2 separate regions of the Sus scrofa genome follow, and region 1 is linked to region 2. The links are chromatin contacts, called in public Hi-C maps. All regions are on one chromosome and are shown on one strand. Each heading gives the region's core, a stretch centred on a gene start, on an enhancer-like site or on the middle of the called end of the contact. The rest is flanking DNA. Distances are from core to core; before and after follow the strand shown. Region 1 holds the start of EPHA4 (EPH receptor A4). Region 2 has its middle 380 kb from the start of EPHA4.

Region 1 (3,145 bases), core at 488-2,987, 380 kb before region 2:
TGAAAGGCTTTCAGATTCCGTCTTCTGAATTCCAGCTGGCGAGAAGCCCGACAGGACTCCCCGTCCCTCTCGTCGGCTGCCCGCCAATACTCCGCAGGGGTGGCCTGGGTGCCCAGGACAAGGGCGGGTGGATGGAAAAGATACCGCACGGACACACCTCCTCCCCGCGCTGGCTGCTTGTTGGGGTCTTTGTCCACTTGCCCCGCCGCGGGGGCCGCGCACTCCCCTTTATGGCCGGCAGGTGGCGCGGTTGGTTCACGATGAGCTGCTGCGGGAGCGGGAAAGGCGCTTCCACCTCCCCGCCGTCGCGCTCCCGCTGGGACCCAGTCTCCGGAGGAAAACCCGGCCCTAACCCTTAGGGAGTCAGAGGAGGGTTGGTTTGAGAGAGGGAAGGAGAGAGGCCTCTTCAGGAATCGGGCACCTCCAGTCGTCCGCAGAATTCACCAAGTCGCGTAGGGGGCCGGTCCCCCGCCCGCCTGCGGCGTTGCGGTCTCGGCAGCGCTCAGTTGGCTGCGTCCGCGGTCGGGGCATCAGGGGACACCCCAGGGCTCCGTGCTGCCTGCGCCCCCAGGAGGTCCACAGTGACACCCGCGGCACCGCAGTGAGCGCAGCTGCGCGGATTTCTGCGGGTCCCTTGGCCCACCACCGCCTTCGGGGGCTGCAAGAGCTGTGCAGACCAGCGCAGGGGAGCAACGGGAGCGCTGAGCTGCAGCAACCACTCCGGGCAGCTCCCGGGCTCCCGTGTGCCTTGTGCTCTCCGCTTTTGCCTTCTGTGCCGGGACTTGCTAGTCAGGGACTCCCCTCGGGAAACACACAGTTGGTTCTCCGCAGTCAAGGTCATCTCGGAGTTTCCTGCCAGGTTTGGGGGAGTACTATCCCGGGGCCGGAGATGCGGCCAGAGGGGGCTTCTCCGTTGCTATAAAGTCTTTCGTTCAGTCTCTGGAGACCGTGATAGAATCCTGCTTCTGGATGAGCGCCGCTCTCGACCGACGTTAGGGACTGATTAGGTCCCCGCTCTCCAGGCAGCTGGGAGCTTGGGAAAAGGAGTTATCAAGCCACAAATCTCCCCCCTCCCCAAGAGCATTTCACACCGAGATGCACCACAAAGGCACAAAAAGGGGCCAGGTAGCAGAGGGTGGCCGTCGCCGTGCGCAGGAGTGAAGGCGCAGCCCCAGTCGGGACGTGCGGGACGCCAACGCTTCGACCCTCAGAAAAGAGCAATAGCAAAGAGGCAGGTCAACTTTAAACTTTTTTTTTTTTTTTTAAATGGCTATGAAAGAGCCTTTTCCTCCATCTCAAATCGCCCGTGGGGGATGTGGGGGCTCCCACCATTCCTCGGACTGTCCTCAACCAATTCAGAATCTTTCGAAGCTCCTTCTGTCGCCCAGGAGCTGGACCCCCAGGTGCTGGACCCCAGGTGCAGTCTGGAAACCCAGTCGTCTACCTCCGGCGGGGGCGGGATACAGCACAGACCTCCCCCCGCAACCCCAACCCCGGGGAGACCTAGCGCCCTGCGGAGCCCGGAGGGGCGGTACGTCGGGGGCGGCTCTGCCTGGTGGGGGCGGGGCCAAACCGCCCCCTCTGCTCTACCATTGGCCGAGGTCCCGGGACTGGCGGGTGCGCGTCACCGGCCGGGCCCACCCCCTTGGCAATGTCTTCAGCCTGCTGCACTCCTAACTTAAGCATTTATTCCACTGGGATAGAAGCGGCAGGAGCAACGTTGGCACCGGCGAACCATGGCTGGGATTTTCTATTTCGTCCTCTTTTCGTTTCTCTTTGGGATTTGCGACGCTGTCACCGGTTCCAGGGTATATCCCGCAAATGAAGGTAAGAGTGGGGCGGCCTTTCTGCCGTCTGGGACAGAGAGGCAACGATCGGCGGACGAGGGGTCCTCGGGAACTCGAGGCCGGCGGGTGTAGGGGATCCCCGTGCAAGCGGTGCACCCTGACTCCGGAGAATGGGGCCCGGGCGAGGGGATCCCCGAAGGAGAGGCGGGGAGCGGCCGGGCAGCCTGCCTCGGGGAGGTGACCCGTTCTTGCGGCGGGGTTGCCCAAGTTTGTAACGAAAGGACAAAGTTTATCAGCATCCACCGACGAAGGCAGCCTGAGGCACCCTATGGGGATACCCGGGAGCCAACACCAAAATAAAAATAAATAAATAAATTCTGTGGACCTGTTCCTACCGTCACTTTCCCACTCGACACTGGCTGAGTGAGAACGGAAGCCTGGACCTACTTGAGGATATCGTGCTGCTCTCTTGGGTTCTTGCGAAAGCCTTGCGAGCTCCGGTTTCTGCAAAGTTTCCCGAGCCCTGCGCTTCCCAGGACCCGGCTGCCCGGCCTCCGCCGCGCAGCGGTCGTGGCGCAGCTCACCGGTCGCCGGTGACCTGATTTCTAACACCCGGCGTCAGACACCTTTCTCCCCTCAGGGCCCCGCGCCCTGGGGGTGCGATCGCTGGCCTAGTGAGTCCCAAGCGCCTCACCTCAGGCCACCCCGAAGACCTGGGGAACCTGCCGGCAAGTTGAATATACTAGAGGTTTAGCTTTTTGCCCCCTGAACTGTACACCAGGTTAGTTTGGAGGGACCGTGAGGGACCGACTGGATCCATGTCGGTGATCAGTTTTCTGCGAGTCTGTTTGGACGTGCTGAAAAGGCAGTGTGTGTGTGTCTGTGTCGGGGATGTGGGGGGTGATCATTTAGTTTCTGATGATCTCAGAGAAAGGCGAGTTGCGTGTGCGTGTGTGTGTATGAGCGCAAGCGCAAATGCGTGTATGTGGGTGCGCGGGTGCCCGCGTGTAAGCAAGCAATTGTGTGCCTGGGCGCGAGTGTCCTAATTGTGTGCGCGTGTGTTCCGGCGAATGCTCGCGCTCGAGCCTGCGTGCATCAGTCTCGCCGTCTCCTTCACCTCCCCACCCTCTCCCATCCATCCATCCATCCATTCATACGTCCGTCTCTCCAAGATCCGTCCATCCATTCCCGTGCAATCTATCATTTTCCCTGCTCCGAAGGAGGGAGCCAAAAACCAACTTAGCCTTAGCTGGGCAGCCGGTACCCAGAGTTCGCCAGTCAGAGGCTCTCAGAGATTCACACACCTGCCGGCAGACACAGCTCCGGAGGAAAGGGGCGCTCCCTCGCTCTGCCCATCT
Region 2 (3,178 bases), core at 494-2,993:
CAGCCCAGAGATGGCACCAAGGAATCTAGATAACACATCATCCTAAGTAGCCTGTCTCTTCCATTAGTTTCTCCATATATTCACCCTCCCACAGCATGTTGTCCTTTGAAGCCTAAAAACCTTTCTTTGTTTCGTCACTTCTCTACAAACACATTGTTGTTTGTTCAGAAGCTATGCGAGCCCTGAGTTTTGACCATCCATCCATCTGAGTTACTTTTTTGACTGAATTCTTCTGTGTGTATGCAGGATACATGCATTAATAAGCTTGTTTGTTTGTTTCCTGTTTTTTCTTTTGTCAGTCTTAAATAGGACAGTAGTTGGAGAAACTAGGAGTATAAAGAAAAAAATAGGGGAGGCTGCTCCCATTGTGGCTTAGTGGGTTATGAACCCAAATAGTATCCATAAGGTTGCAGGTTCAATCCCTGGCCTCGCTCAGTGGGTTAAGGATCTGGCGTTATCTTAAGCTATGGTGTAGGTTGCAGATGTAGCTTGCATCCCGAAACTTCCACATGCCGCAGGTGCGGCCCTAAAAAGACAAAAGAAAAAAAGGGAAAATTTTTTCTTTCCTACCAACGATATGTATCCTTTATTGTGATATCATACAGACAGTTTTACTCATTGCCCTAAAATCCTTTGAGACCTGCCTATTCATTATTTAATTCTTTTTAAAAAATACCTAGGAACATATTTTAGTCTACATGGTGGCCAAGCTAAGCAGAACCCATCTGGGCCTCTAAAAAGTGGCATAAATGGAGGAAAAACATCTGGCCAGTCCTCAGGGATGACATGCCCTCACCTCAAAAACCCTTGGTGATGATCTAAAATATGCTCACTTTAAAAGCTGAGTCTTACTCAAATGAATTTATCACATCTGTAGTTGTATAATGATCATAACAAAGGAAGATATGGTACATATATGTAATGGAATATTAGCCATAAAAAAGAATGAAATAATGTCATTTGCAGCAACATGGATGGTTATCATACTAGGTGAAGTAGGTCAGACAGAGAAAGACAAATACTATATGCGATCATGTGGAATCGAATACAAAATGATACAAGAGAATTTACAAAACAGAAACAAACTCAAAGATTTCAGAATTAAACTTGTGGCTACCAAAGGGAAAATGTGTGGAAGAGGGATAAATTAGGAGATTCAGACTGACATATACACATCACTATATATAAAAAAGGGAACAAAGACCTATTGTATAGCACAGGGGAATCTATTTAACACTGTGTAATAAATAACCTATGTGGGAAAAGAATCTGGAAAGGAATGGATATACATATATATATAACTGATTTATTCTGCTGTACACCTGAAACTAACACAACTTGGTAAGTCAACTATACACCAATAATTTTTTTTAAATTTTTTTAAAAATGGCTGATTTTCGTGTTTTAGAAAAAATCAGATATATGAAAATTTATTTATGTGGATGGGATAACATAAAGAAAATATCTAAATAATACACGATTTCAAGTAAAAAAAATAAATAAATAAATAAAAGCTGAGTCTTCCCAAGGATACAAAACACCCAAAATGATGTGAAATCACATTAAGCCAAAGCTTATTATAGGAAGTGTAATAATTACTGAAAAGCTAAGAAGGAAGTTCAGCCAAAACAGAACATGTTTTGAAGAAAGATTTTCCAAGTCACAGGTCAAATGCCAGCATTGCAAACAGCAGACATGAGAGTTGCTGGCAGACAGCAAGACCCTGGGCTGTGGCTCACTTCCGTTCCACAGATCACAGTCCCAGGATATTTCTGAGATGTGTCACTTCTCTGGTGCATTAATGGTAGCACAACTCATTCTTAATAATAGAAAATATCACCTCAAGTTAGAAATTTAATAAAATCCTTGGCATTTCCCATTAGGATTATAAGGTGTTTTATTTCACTCTTTAGCAGTTATTTCAAAAAGGCACAAAAAGTTTTGCCTTACTCTCAGAGAACAAATCATAGAGAAATCTAAATCACTAGTATCATATCAGATTAGAAATCCTCCTTGAAGCTGTCTGGCTGTAAGAATCAGCTCTCTTGGGCCAGTATTTAATGATTCAGTCTTTTGGCAGCAGCCAAAGTCATACTGAAAAACATAACTCAAAGGCTCTGGAATTGTCTAGAGATCTTAAAAGTTCATAAACCAAAAGGATAACATGTAAGACCTTTGTGGGAAGTGCTCAGATGGATTGGAAATACCAAATTGATTCTGATTTTAGATGGTAAAATAAAAGGGGTATTCAATATTTAAACAAGCTCAGAGATAGTAAGAACAATTTGCTGATGTTTGTTTTTCTATAAGAGCCCTACAAGATGGTAAATGGAATTCAAAGGGGAAAAATATAGATATGTATATATTAAGAAGGATATATGTAATAACCCTTGCCTGTGTGTGTCACACACACACACACATACACGTGTGCGTGTGTGCACGCGTGCCTGTTATGATTTGTTGAGATGCTTTCAAATAAGGCTACTGCTGATGAGAACTCCTCCTTCTCAGAGCTGGGGGGGCTCTTCCTCCCCGAGTCCTGCAGCACCTGCTAAAGTCTGACAGCAATAGGAGGGGTTTCAAGCACTAGGTTACTTGGTCCCAAGTTCCCTCATCCCATCAGGGAGTGATTATATAGAACAAAAGCTCTGAGCACCATATTCTCTAAGAGGATTTAGGAAGAAATCTCTGAAGGAAGTCTGGACTTCTAGAAGGAAATGTGACTTCAAAGCTGCCTCGCAGGTGGAAAGCCCCTAATTCATTAATAAAAAAGGAAGGAGGAGGGGACCTTTATAACGTCAGAAAGAACTAAAGATAAAATTCCTGGATGGAATCTTTGCTGATGGTTGATTTTCTGAATACACTAATGTGCTAACACAGGTCCAATCTTTTAAGCCATTTTCAATTGTAATTATCACAGGGAAACACTTGGCTTTGGATTTGGGAGTGATTTTTCAACTGTAATTCAGTTTTGCTAAATACGTTGCATACAGTCTTTCATTTGTCACATGCCCATCTATTTATTTCAGTGCATTATGGCTCAATCTAGAATTATGTTATTTATTTCACTGATTTTATGTCTCAATATGGAATTCTCCATTTCCCACTGAAAACCAGAAATACCACTTCTACGTTATAACTGGAATTATAGAACCCCACCTTGTGTCTCTTGAGCAAT

What was found. A called contact is a pair of places that touch in the nucleus more often than the background predicts.
Region 1: a Hi-C map of retroperitoneal adipose tissue shows a contact between it and region 2, with 1.8 times the contacts expected there. The contact joins the promoter of EPHA4 here to the enhancer-like site in region 2. A contact is called at or near these places in 1 of 5 promoter capture datasets (liver) and 3 of 47 Hi-C or Micro-C datasets (embryonic fibroblasts, heart right ventricle and retroperitoneal adipose tissue).

Annotation. Positions count from the first base shown.
Region 1 is chr15:123,500,351-123,503,495 of Sscrofa11.1, reverse strand. EPHA4 (EPH receptor A4) reads left to right here and starts at 1,737. Exons shown (of 17, transcript NM_001134967.1): 1 at 1,737-1,827. The coding sequence starts at 1,737.
Region 2 is chr15:123,124,451-123,127,628 of Sscrofa11.1, reverse strand. No RefSeq gene overlaps it. Among named protein-coding and RNA genes, the nearest start is that of EPHA4, 380 kb to the left of the region's middle. Within about 2 kb of position 1,743, at least 5 of the 83 cell types and tissues checked have an H3K27ac peak or open chromatin away from gene starts, as enhancers often do. A contact at or near this core is called in retroperitoneal adipose tissue, where this site is marked.